3 separate regions of the Urocitellus parryii genome follow, and regions 1 and 3 are each linked to region 2. Evidence: chromatin contacts called from public Hi-C data. All regions are on one chromosome and are shown on one strand. Each heading gives the region's core, a stretch centred on a gene start, on an enhancer-like site or on the middle of the called end of the contact. The rest is flanking DNA. Distances are from core to core; before and after follow the strand shown. Region 1 holds the start of Smc4 (structural maintenance of chromosomes 4). Region 2 holds the start of Kpna4 (karyopherin subunit alpha 4). Region 3 holds the start of Ppm1l (protein phosphatase, Mg2+/Mn2+ dependent 1L).

Evidence for each region. Hi-C and Micro-C count contacts between places; a contact is called where the count stands out from the background.
Region 1: a contact with region 2 is called in a Hi-C map of liver, with 5 times the contacts expected there. The contact joins the promoter of Smc4 here to the promoter of Kpna4 in region 2. A contact is called at or near these places in 2 of 2 Hi-C or Micro-C datasets (liver and muscle).
Region 3: a Hi-C map of muscle shows a contact between it and region 2, with 5 times the contacts expected there. The contact joins the promoter of Ppm1l here to the promoter of Kpna4 in region 2. A contact is called at or near these places in 2 of 2 Hi-C or Micro-C datasets (liver and muscle).

The regions. Positions count from the first base shown.
Region 1 is chr2:121,443,738-121,447,035 of mUroPar1.hap1, reverse strand. It overlaps Smc4 (structural maintenance of chromosomes 4), which reads right to left and starts at 1,929. Exons shown (of 24, transcript XM_026412087.2): 1 at 1,832-1,929; 2 at 673-813. The coding sequence starts at 808. It overlaps Ift80 (intraflagellar transport 80), which reads left to right and starts at 2,370. Exons shown (of 20, transcript XM_077793983.1): 1 at 2,370-2,461.
Region 2 is chr2:121,606,908-121,610,260 of mUroPar1.hap1, reverse strand. It overlaps Kpna4 (karyopherin subunit alpha 4), which reads left to right and starts at 1,988. Exons shown (of 17, transcript XM_026412083.2): 1 at 1,988-2,315. The coding sequence starts at 2,247. LOC144250815 reads right to left here and starts at 1,721. Exons shown (of 3, transcript XR_013342590.1): 1 at 1,333-1,721.
Region 3 is chr2:121,829,636-121,833,237 of mUroPar1.hap1, reverse strand. Ppm1l (protein phosphatase, Mg2+/Mn2+ dependent 1L) reads right to left here and starts at 2,186. Exons shown (of 4, transcript XM_026412088.2): 1 at 992-2,186. The coding sequence starts at 1,390.

The DNA of each region.
Region 1 (3,298 bases), core at 680-3,179, 160 kb after region 2:
AGTCCTAAAATTCTATAGAACTACAGTATACTTCTTAGAAGTCAAAACACATCATAAAACAAATCTGGGAAAACCACACAAACTGACTCCCGGTTTCTCTGAACAGAAGCTGAAACTCTAAGGCTCTAGACTTAACTCCCCGTTTCTTTGAATACCTGAAAAATTCACTAGCTTCAGCGCCAGTGTCAAATGGGTTTCATAAATCACCTAAATCCTGGACTCAAAAAGTTACAATAGGTTCAAGTAAGTCATCATCTTCCCTTTAAAGACAATCTAAGACCACGGAGGTGAGGTTAGGGTCATGCAACTTTTAATCATGTTCAGTCATATTGATTCTGCCTGGGGGGGGGGAAAATAAACCTCACTAACTCTTGGCTGACCATGCCGATTTCAGCGGAAATATAAATTCCAAAATGCCACAAACAGAAATTCACAACTGAATCCGTTTGCTCACCCCCACCCCCTCCAGCACCGTTACGCGGAAATTGCACGGGAGCCCTGAATCGCGGAAAGGCTTTCTAGAGCTACTCTAAGGGAATGAACGGGTCTTCAGACCTCAACCCCAGCCTTTTGCCCGAGTGCCACAACCACAGCTTGTTTCGGGTTGGGCACCGACATGCTCTGGCGCCCAGGAGCGCGCTCCTACCGAGTCGCGGCGGGTCACTAGCTCACCTGCGGGTTCAGCTTGGTTCTCGGTCCGGCCGGTCGGAGGCTCAGGTTCCGCGTCGCTGCCGGTGCCGTCCGGGGACGGCGGCGGCCCTTCCTCTTTACGGCGGGCGGTGGAAGGCTGGTTGCCTTTACGGGGCATGATCGCTGGGGTCGGGGAAGAGCCGGAGCAAGTCAGCTCTCAAAACCCATCCAGATTACTACCCACCCCACCCGTTTCCGAGAGAGTCGCACTTTAAAATCCGGCTCAGAGGCGACGAATCCTCAAGAAGAGGGCGACAAGAAAGCCCCGAATGCCAAGAAGGCGGGATGGGTTTCTTAACAAGACCCATGTAGGTGGGAAACCCTAGGCGTGCCTGGAAATCAACGATCTAGCAAACTGCTAAGGTTCTTTTTGCTTTTTAAGGCCTTCCACCCGTCCACTCACAATGTAAGAATATACTCAAGACTATTTCTAAACGAAGCGTCTCCCATAGCGGACATTTGTTGACATTCCCACGCTATTCGGACTAGGGATGCAAGCGCACCGACTTTTTAGAGGAGTTGCTGTGAGCTTCAGGTTTGAATGGCCATCAACCCTTTCCAAAGTAAAGACCCCGCCCGCTTTCCTCTCCCCGCCATTTAGCTCTAGGCGTCTAGAGCGCCCGGGCGATTCGAGGTCTCTTCCCCAGTACCACCGGGAAGTATGGCCGAAGCTGGCAACGACCCTTCCAAATTGGACGCCGGCAGGGCTTGGTCGGGGACAATAATTTTGCGGTAACTGGGGTTTGTCTCTCTGGGGTCCGGGGTGGAGTCCCGTTAGGCTGTAGTAAGTCCAGTAAAGGGTCAGACCCGGTGACTAGTCCCTTGGGAGACGCGAGGTGGGGGTCAGAGGAGACGCCAGTTCTGAGACTAGGATTTCTGAGAAGAGATTCGAGAGACTTGGAGCCACCCTAAAAGACGCTGTACGTAGCTAAGAGAAGTGGCGCCAGGGAGAAGCGCGCGAGAGCCCCAGCCGCAGGGAGCGGCCGGAGGGGGGGAGGGGTGACAGTGAGAGAATCTCCCAGTAGCAGCCTCCTCACCCCGTACTTCGCTGCTCTAGTTCAAGGCCTCTAACTTCCAGGCGCTGGTGGACAGGGCAGAAAGTAGGAGTGTGACAACCGTATCAGGAAAAGAAGTACGTTACCTGCGGGACAGTCCACTCAACCAGGGCTGGAAACGGCTATAAAGGCCCACTCCCCCTTGCTCCTACCGGTGCTTCGGCTCCAGGTCCTTCACTCGAAAATGGCGCCTAAAATACAAACTCGAACGGAAATTCGTTACAAATGCGCGCAATGATTTCTGGGATCCACTAATTTAAAAAAAAAGTGCGGCGATTATCACCGCCATCTTTTGCCCCTTCACGCGCATGCGCGAACTCGTAAAGCGCCCCAACTCCCGGGGGAGGTTTCTCGGTGGAAAGGAAAAACGAGGAAATGTGTTCCCTGTGGTTTATACCAGGAACACTGTTATTGAAATTAGCATTTGAAAACACAACCTGGTGAATTTTAAAAAAGAGAAAAAAACATAGAGAAGGCCCCTCCCGCAGTTAGAGGCCGTACTCGGTAGTCCAATAAGGCCCCTTAGCGAGAGGGCGGGCTCACTTAGGGGTGGGGTCTCGGACCCGGTCGGATGACGCGCCTCTGGGAAGTATCGCGTGAAGAGGGAGAAAATCTAGAGCTTAGAAGTCGCTATGGTGACGGAAAGGTTGGGAATCTTCTCTATTACTGGCCCCACAGCTGTAGGAGCAGTAACCGCTGCTTTCTTGGATTTTGAGGTAAATGTCCTCACCTTCTGACGTTTTTAAGAAAGGGTTTGGAAATCGTAGCCGTCCCTGGAACCTGCCGTCCCTCGCCTTGCGGGTGTGTGGTTCGTTGTGCATCTGTTATTTTGTCTCCCTGGGGGGCAGGGGCTGTGGGGCTCTTGGCTGGGCTTTTTTTGGATATCAAAAAGGAATCCTTGAGTTTAAAGAGAGTAGAGGGAAGGCAACTATAAGAGATGACCTGGACTAGTGAATGAATGGTCGGGTAGTCCACATGTGAATAGCAAAATAATGGTTTTCGAGTTATTTAGTAAAGGTGGGTTTTGGACTTTTAAAAATCATTTGTTTGAAGGGCTCATAATGGAAGAAACGGTTTGCGGTGGTCATCTTCATCATATCTTCATGAAGGAATTACCAATCATCAAATATTTCTTAAGTAACTTTTGTATACATTGAATTGTGCAAGGCATAATCAGGATCATTAAACAAGTATGACAATTCCTGTTCCCAGAGAACTTGGTTTTGTTGGTGGCTTCCCCGCGTTCCGCATCCCCGGCTCGGACCCCCCCCCCCGCCCCCCAAGCTACTAGGGATGGAGCCCAGGGACGCTTAACTACCGAGCTACAATCCCAGCCCCACGATTTTTTTTTTTTTTTTTTGAGATAGTGCTCATCAAGTTGCTTAGGTCCCCTTTAAGTTGAGAAGGCTGGTCTTCAACTTGCGATCCTCCTGCCTCACTCAGCCTCCCGAGTTGCTGGAATTAACAGGCCTGTGGCACTGCAGTCTGGCTGTTAGTGGCTCTTTAACTCTGTGGATATGCTAGTGATTGGTTTTTAGAGTTCATAATTTCCC
Region 2 (3,353 bases), core at 739-3,238:
AGGCAGACCTCAGCCAGACATTAGACAAATAAAATTATAAGATGTGTTTAATTATTATTTGGATTACATCTCTCCCAGTTGGTAACAGTCGTCAAACCCATTTAAGGAGTATTCTGCAAAGAGAATTTTGGGCTGTTTTATTATCAGATATAACCAGCTGTAGCTGGGAGACATGAAGACTTACACAACAGTAGCTAATTCCATGAACTTCATCACAAAAACTATCATAAAATTTATTTCCAGAAGTACAAAGTATTCATCTATACATGCACGTTGACAGGATAACTTCTAATAGCAGAATAGAATTCATCAATGCATTTTTTCCTTGAATCCTACTTATGAACAAATCCATGATGGTGAAAAGCACACATGCTTTACAACTTAATTTTCTTATCCTAAACTTTTAAATACATCAGTACTCTAGCATTCAAATATAATACTATTTCAATTAAACAAGTCTCTGGGAAATAAAAATTTACAATCTTGCCAGTTTTATTTTAAGGTCTGCATTTAATTTACAATCAAATTAATCTTCGGTGTGAATTATTTCTAGGCACAGTTTGTTTGCTGTTTATTTTCTAAAGTTTATTTTTACCTTTCCTTCATTGTAACACCTTCAAGCGACTTCAATAGTATTCCAGTGCTCTGAGTTCTATAAACCCACTGACTTTCTTAAAAAAAAAAAGCATATATATATATATATATAATATAAATATATATATAAATATACATATAAAACATATGTGTATATATATATATAATATAAATATATATATATACATATAAAACATATGTATATATATATATATATATATATATATATATATATATATATATATAACAAAACAAACGAAAACCCTCCTTTGCCTTAAAAGTGTTTCTTTAAGAAACGCTTCCACTTTAAACGATTATTTCTGTATTTTGCTCCACCATAACAAAATATACCAGACAGGACCAAAAGTTTAAAAAGTTCCAGAAAGGGTTTGTGTTAGGGTCTCTTCCTCCTACCTTGCCACATAGAAATACATTCAATGTCTCTGTTCCCCGCTCGCACCCTAATTGCATTTCACCTAACACTGTATCTTTGGGATACTGCATCTTCTTTTTTGAAAAATCTTGAGTACATTCTTTTGTGTTTGCGTTATTTTTGCCCCTGCTACCCTTGGAATTCATTTCTTTTCTCAAGAGTTACAATGTTACATGGCTATGTGCCACGATCCCCGCCCTGTAGAAGTTTTCATTTTGTGGCCAAGTAACTTCTTCAAGTTTCTATGAGGAAACACCTAGGAAGCGGTATCATCACAGGCTCATCAACTCTACCTAGTTTCCTACCTGTTGCGGGTACTCAGGATAAATCCAATTCATCTAACGGACCGCTTTTCTTTTCCATCACCACCCTCTCACTTTGCTCAGCGCCTCCGGAACGCTTGTAGCCCCTGCCAGTCCTCAGCTCCAGACCTGGCCCTTGGAAGTCTGGCCCTACCTGGCGTGGAGCCAAGGCGCAGCTCTCTCTCCTCGAAAAGCGAGCGGAGCGCTCAAGAAATGCCCTGGAAGAGAGGGCGCACCAGAGGAGAAAAGAACGTTTCTTTGACCCTGGACCCCAGACGTTTGGGGCTGCCCTGACAACTGCAGCAAACCAGCTTGTCCCCACCCAGTCTCCCGGCTTCTCCTTCTTTTACCCTCTCTCCTCGGAAATCTACTTTCTCTCACTTCCTTACCCTCTCTCGGGAGACACTAGGTCCCGCCCAGCGTTACTCTCACCGCAGCCCTCCTTTCCCCTCCCCTCCCCACCCACTCAACCAGCCCTGGGCCGTTTCCTCCCAGCGTCGCTTTCTTCCCCTTTCTGTTCGCTCTCCATCGTCCCTTCTGATTGGCCGAGCGCACCGGAGCCTGGTTGGCCAATCGGCGAGCTGGACTGGTGGCGATGGGCGTGGCCGCGGCGCCGGGGCTCCCATATCGAGGCTGCCTCCCCCTCTCAGCCGGCCGCACATTCCGCCGCCGTTGCCGCCGCCCGGCCCCACAGTTGTCTTCACCGGAGCTGCTGTCGCTCTGGGGTTAGGGAGGGGGGGCGGGCGGGGAGAGCAGGAGAAGGCCGCGGCGGAGGCAAGTGAGAGGAGGAAGGAAGCGGCCGCCCGGAGGGCATAGCAGCTCAGGCGGCGGCCGGGTTCCTGGGAGTGTCCGTGCGGCGCGGTGGTTGGGGCGGATCCCGCGGGGCCCGGGCGGGGGAAGGAGTCACCGGCCCGGCCATGGCGGACAACGAGAAATTAGACAACCAACGGCTCAAGAATTTCAAGAACAAAGGCCGTGACTTGGAGGTAAATTCCGGGGCGCCGGCGGGTGGGGGCCGTGGGCCTTGAGCCGGTCTCCGCCGGGACTCCGAGTGCAGGGGGTAGGGGCGGGCGCCGCCGCCGGGCCGCGAGGGAATGGCGCTGGGGGCCGGCCCGTCGGTGACGCCTCTGCTAACGCGCCGGGAAGTTTGTGTAGGGCCTGCTCCGCCTCCGCCCGGGAACAAGGTGCTGGGGCACGGCTGGCGCGGCCTAGGCCTGCCCCGTGGAGCCGGCCAGCTGCGGGTGCGAGAGGCTGGGCCGCGCGGCGGGGAGGCCGGGCGCAGCGAGTGCGGAGTAGGCGTGTGTGTGTGTGTGTGTGTGTGTGTGTGTGTGTGTGTGTGTGTGTGTGTGGCCCGCGCTGCCCCCCTGCCGCGGCCAGCTCCCCGGCAGTGGCGGAGATTCCTGCTCTCGCTCGGGCACCGCCGTCTGGCGCCGCGGGTAGAAGGGAGTTGGGGGAGGCGTGCGTGTGCGACCGAGTGGGGCTCGGAACTTCCTCAGCGAGACCCAAGGCGCCTCCACTTAAAGGCATTTTTTCTGGTCTTCCCGACTCCCGCTTTACCCCTGCCTCCCCTCAATGTCCAAACTACAGGAGTCAACTTCTCCGTTGAAAAAAACACCCCCGGCGTGAGAGGCCATCCTGGTGATGCTAACAGTGCCTTCCAGCGGCCTGTGTTTTACTCTGGATATAGCTGATTCAAGATGTGGCTCACGGTGTGCCCACTTCCAGGCAAAGGATACCCCTTATTTCAGCTTGTTCACAAATCTCTTTAGCCCCTCCAGAGAGACCACCAGCTGCATTCTTACATTTAAAGTCCAAAGGGTTATACAAAGCTGTCATCCTCTAGTCTACAGTATCCTTTCCCTCCACCTGCTGGTGGTGGTAATGGGGGATGGGGTGGGCTGTGGAATGGCATCATCACGTTTTATGATTTTAAAAAGGAAAAGAAAAAAAAAAAGCTTCATTGTCTTAGATTCAGCTGCTTCCAAAATTGTCAGTCTACATAAGGTGTTATGTGTTAAATGCAC
Region 3 (3,602 bases), core at 937-3,436, 220 kb before region 2:
CAATGAAACTTTACAAACTGTCCAAAGAAAGATGGGGTGACTGGCCTGATGTGTTTTTTTTTTGTTGTTTTGTTTTTGTTTTTTTTTGGAGCAGGACACTGGAGCCACATTTGTCAGACTTAGCCCAGGTCCAAGCCAAGGACAGGAACCAACACTCAGTAAACTAAGTCCCAGCAAACCACCCAGATGCAGCAGAAAAGTGAGAGAGACTTAAGCTGGCCTTTAGCCCCATTTCCTGCTCCCAAATGAACCTCCAAACAAAGGTGTTTACAAGCAAGGGGACATCTGCACCCCCATGTTGACTAGGACACAGGGGTGAGGTCAGGGAACAGGCAGCTCTTTGGGCACGGGTATCTCTGCATAGGCGGGGGGCATCACGGTCCCATGAGGCGATCTAGCTTTAAAAAAAAAAAAAAAAAACCTTGGGCCAGCGAGGTGCTCTCTGTTGAACTTGCAAAGTTGATGGCCTTGGGAGGAAGAGCAGAGCCACTCTAGTTCCTCCCTAGAGTGAAGGCAAAGGGAAAGAGTCACGGTTTCCTTCACCCTCGACCAACTCTCTACCTTCCAGATTTTGTCCATTTCTCTAAGAATACATCAAAGATACTGTCTTCCTTCTTTGTGGTAATGCATCCTCAAACTCTGGAACAGGGGCTCTGAGGCCCGGGACAAAAGTTCACTGGAAATACCATTAATTCTTCCCGAAAAACTAGCACGGTCATTTGGCTTTGGAGTCCTCATATTAAAACAGCACGAAATACGTGGTGAATGACTCTCTGCTAAACAGGTCGCTCGGCTCCAAGGTCCCCATACAGCAGTGTTTGGGGCAACTTGAGCCACATCTGTCCAGACACCACGCCCCTCTCACCCAAGTCCTACCCCGTCGCACATGCGACATCCTGTTGTTTACACACACACACACACACACACACACACACACACACTCACACACACGGGTGGGGGGGGTGGAGAGCGCACCCAGTGGAACTCCTACCTCGCCGCCGTGCCCATCGAAGATCCCAAAGATGGACGGGTGCGTTTTGTTGGCCAGGTCGGTAAGAACTTCGAAGCGGTCCTCCATGTGGTCTCTTCGGCCCTGGATGGAATACACCGCCACGTTATGGCTCTTGAACTCCCAGGTCTTAGAAAACTCGGCCTCCAGCACGTCAAGCCCTCCAAGTCGATCGTTCTGCATAATTTCAGCCACCTTGCCCTTCACCATCTTCACCGCGTCCCGGCTGGACTTGACGATGGTCTTTACTTCGTCTGTGTGGAAGAAGTAACTCCAGAGCGCTAAGCTGATGCACAGCAGGAAAAGCGTCTCGGGTCTAAGCAAGAAGTAGCGCATGATGCGACCCAGCAGAGACAGCAAAGTCATCGTATCCTCTATCATTTATTATCACTAGAGCCCCAACCACCAGCAGCGACGCGCGCCCCGAAGGCTCGCCGGGTCTGAAGCACTGCGGGGACAGCCCGCCTGGAGGGAGGCGGAGCAGTAGCCTAGGGTAGGGGGAAGAAGCGCACGGAGCCGAGCAAGAGGCAGATGAGCTGGTGGTTCCAAACCCGCGCCGCAAGCAGAGGCAGTTTCCCTTTTGTCTCCCTGCCTCGGCGGCCCGGAGGCCGGTGCCTGCCGCCAGTGCCGCTTCCCCTCCTGCGCCCTTTGTGAAACGGCGGCAGCCGCGGCGGCGGCGGCGGGGGCGGTGGTGGTGGTGGTGGTGGCGGCGGCGGCGGCGGCAGCCTCGGGTGCCGGGGCTGGGCGCGAGGAACCAAGTTAAAGTTGCGCCGGGCGGGTCTGCCGCGGCAAGAGGGAGTTCGGGGCGACCGGGCCCGCGCGATCCCTCCGGGGGTGCCCCCTCGCGGCTCCGGGGAGCGATCGGCAGGTGAGGAGGCTGAGGGCACGAGAGCCCGGCGGGCAAAGGATGCAGGTCCCCTCAGTCGCTGCTGCAGAGGGCGCGGAGACAGCTGAACGTTCCGACGCCTTCACACACCCCGGGGGGCCCAAGAGAATAAAAGTTTTGCAGGAGCCTGGGCTGAGGCTGGTAGACGCAGAGCCCGGCTACACCGCACAATCCGCACTGAGCCGCAGGCGGCCGGCCCGGCTCAGCCTGCCTCTCCCCGGCACCTCGCGGCTCGGCTCGGCTCGGCTCGGCTCCTTTCGGCTTTGCTCGCGCGCCCCTGGCTAGCACTCAGTCTTGCGCTAGCCCCGCCCCGCGCGCGTTCGTCCCGCCCCTTGAGCTAGGATTTGAGACAGTGAGGTACTCCCCAACGAGCTGTCAGAGGCTGAGGAAGCTTTGTGGCGGCAGGCTAACGCGGGCAGACCGGGCCAATTCAAGCGAACCGAGGGGGAGTGAAGGAGCGCGTCCATTGTCTAGTTCTTGAAGACGGTAGTTCCTGCCTTTGTGCAGGCTCCCGGAACAATATAATCTCCTCCTAGTAGATCGAGCGTTAGTTTTGTGGAAGCCACTGCTGCTCTCCGGGAAACAGAGAGTCGCACGTGAGTGTCCCCCCTCCGGCAGACTGGAAAATAGTACGCTCTTCGCCTCGCCTGACATAAGGCAAGCGAGAAGGGACGCACTTATCCCGACTCACAAAAGCGAGACCGAGAGAAACGTACCGTTTGCAGCCGCCTAAACAATCCGCAACAAAGGCCTGCCGGGATCTCCTGAGACGCTGAGAACGCCTTGGGACGTGGCAACTTTCTCCCACCTAAGATCTGTAGAATAGGGGACTTGAAGTCCCATGCAAGCGCGTTCTGATGACAACCTCGGGAGGCGAGAAAAGGCTGGCCTCTCTCAAATAGCCTTTGTCCCTGGAGCAAGGAGGCCCCGCCACCAAGGCCTTCCCTGGTCACAGTCCTTCCACAAGCGACGCTGAGCTCCCGAATAGGACCCTGAAGCGCTCCTGACCACACAGCGGAGCGAGCGCTCTGACTGCCTTTCTAGTTTAAAAGTGGATTTGAAACTCCCAAGTAGCAGCCTCCTGCCGCCTCTCAACCATAGCAAGAGAAGGCGACGAGCGAGGGCTGCAGAGAAAAGTACAGGTTTACAGAAACCATCAAGTATAACCTGAAATTTGGGCAGGTGTCGGTGGGCCTTGAAGATGAAAATCTGCACAAGAAAAGCACAGTGTACTTGTCAACTTAGAATATGGAAACAAGTGAACTTTAAAGGAAAATATCAACTCTGACTACCCCTGTCCAGGAAGAAGAGTGCTGATCTGGTTCATCCAGTCCTCTGGACTGGAAGAGTATAAACTGCCTGATCTCAGGAAATGGTATCCCAATTTTTTAAAATTAAAATTTTAAAGCACTTGAAGGAAATACATCAAAATGTTCACAGTGATAACCACAATAGTAGATTAATATGTGATTTTCATTTTCTGCTTTAGATTTTTGTCTATTTTCCACAACTTTGCCAAAGTTCCTACAAAAGGCAGGTTTCCATCACAAAAAAATAAAACTTAATCATTTAAATGGTGCATAGGATATGATCCCAATAATACAAACATACAAAAAAAGAAAGGAAATATGAAGAACCGTTATTAGTCTATAACATACTGTTGAAAACTGAATATACTGTTTGAAAACTAGGATATGGTTTCCTGCT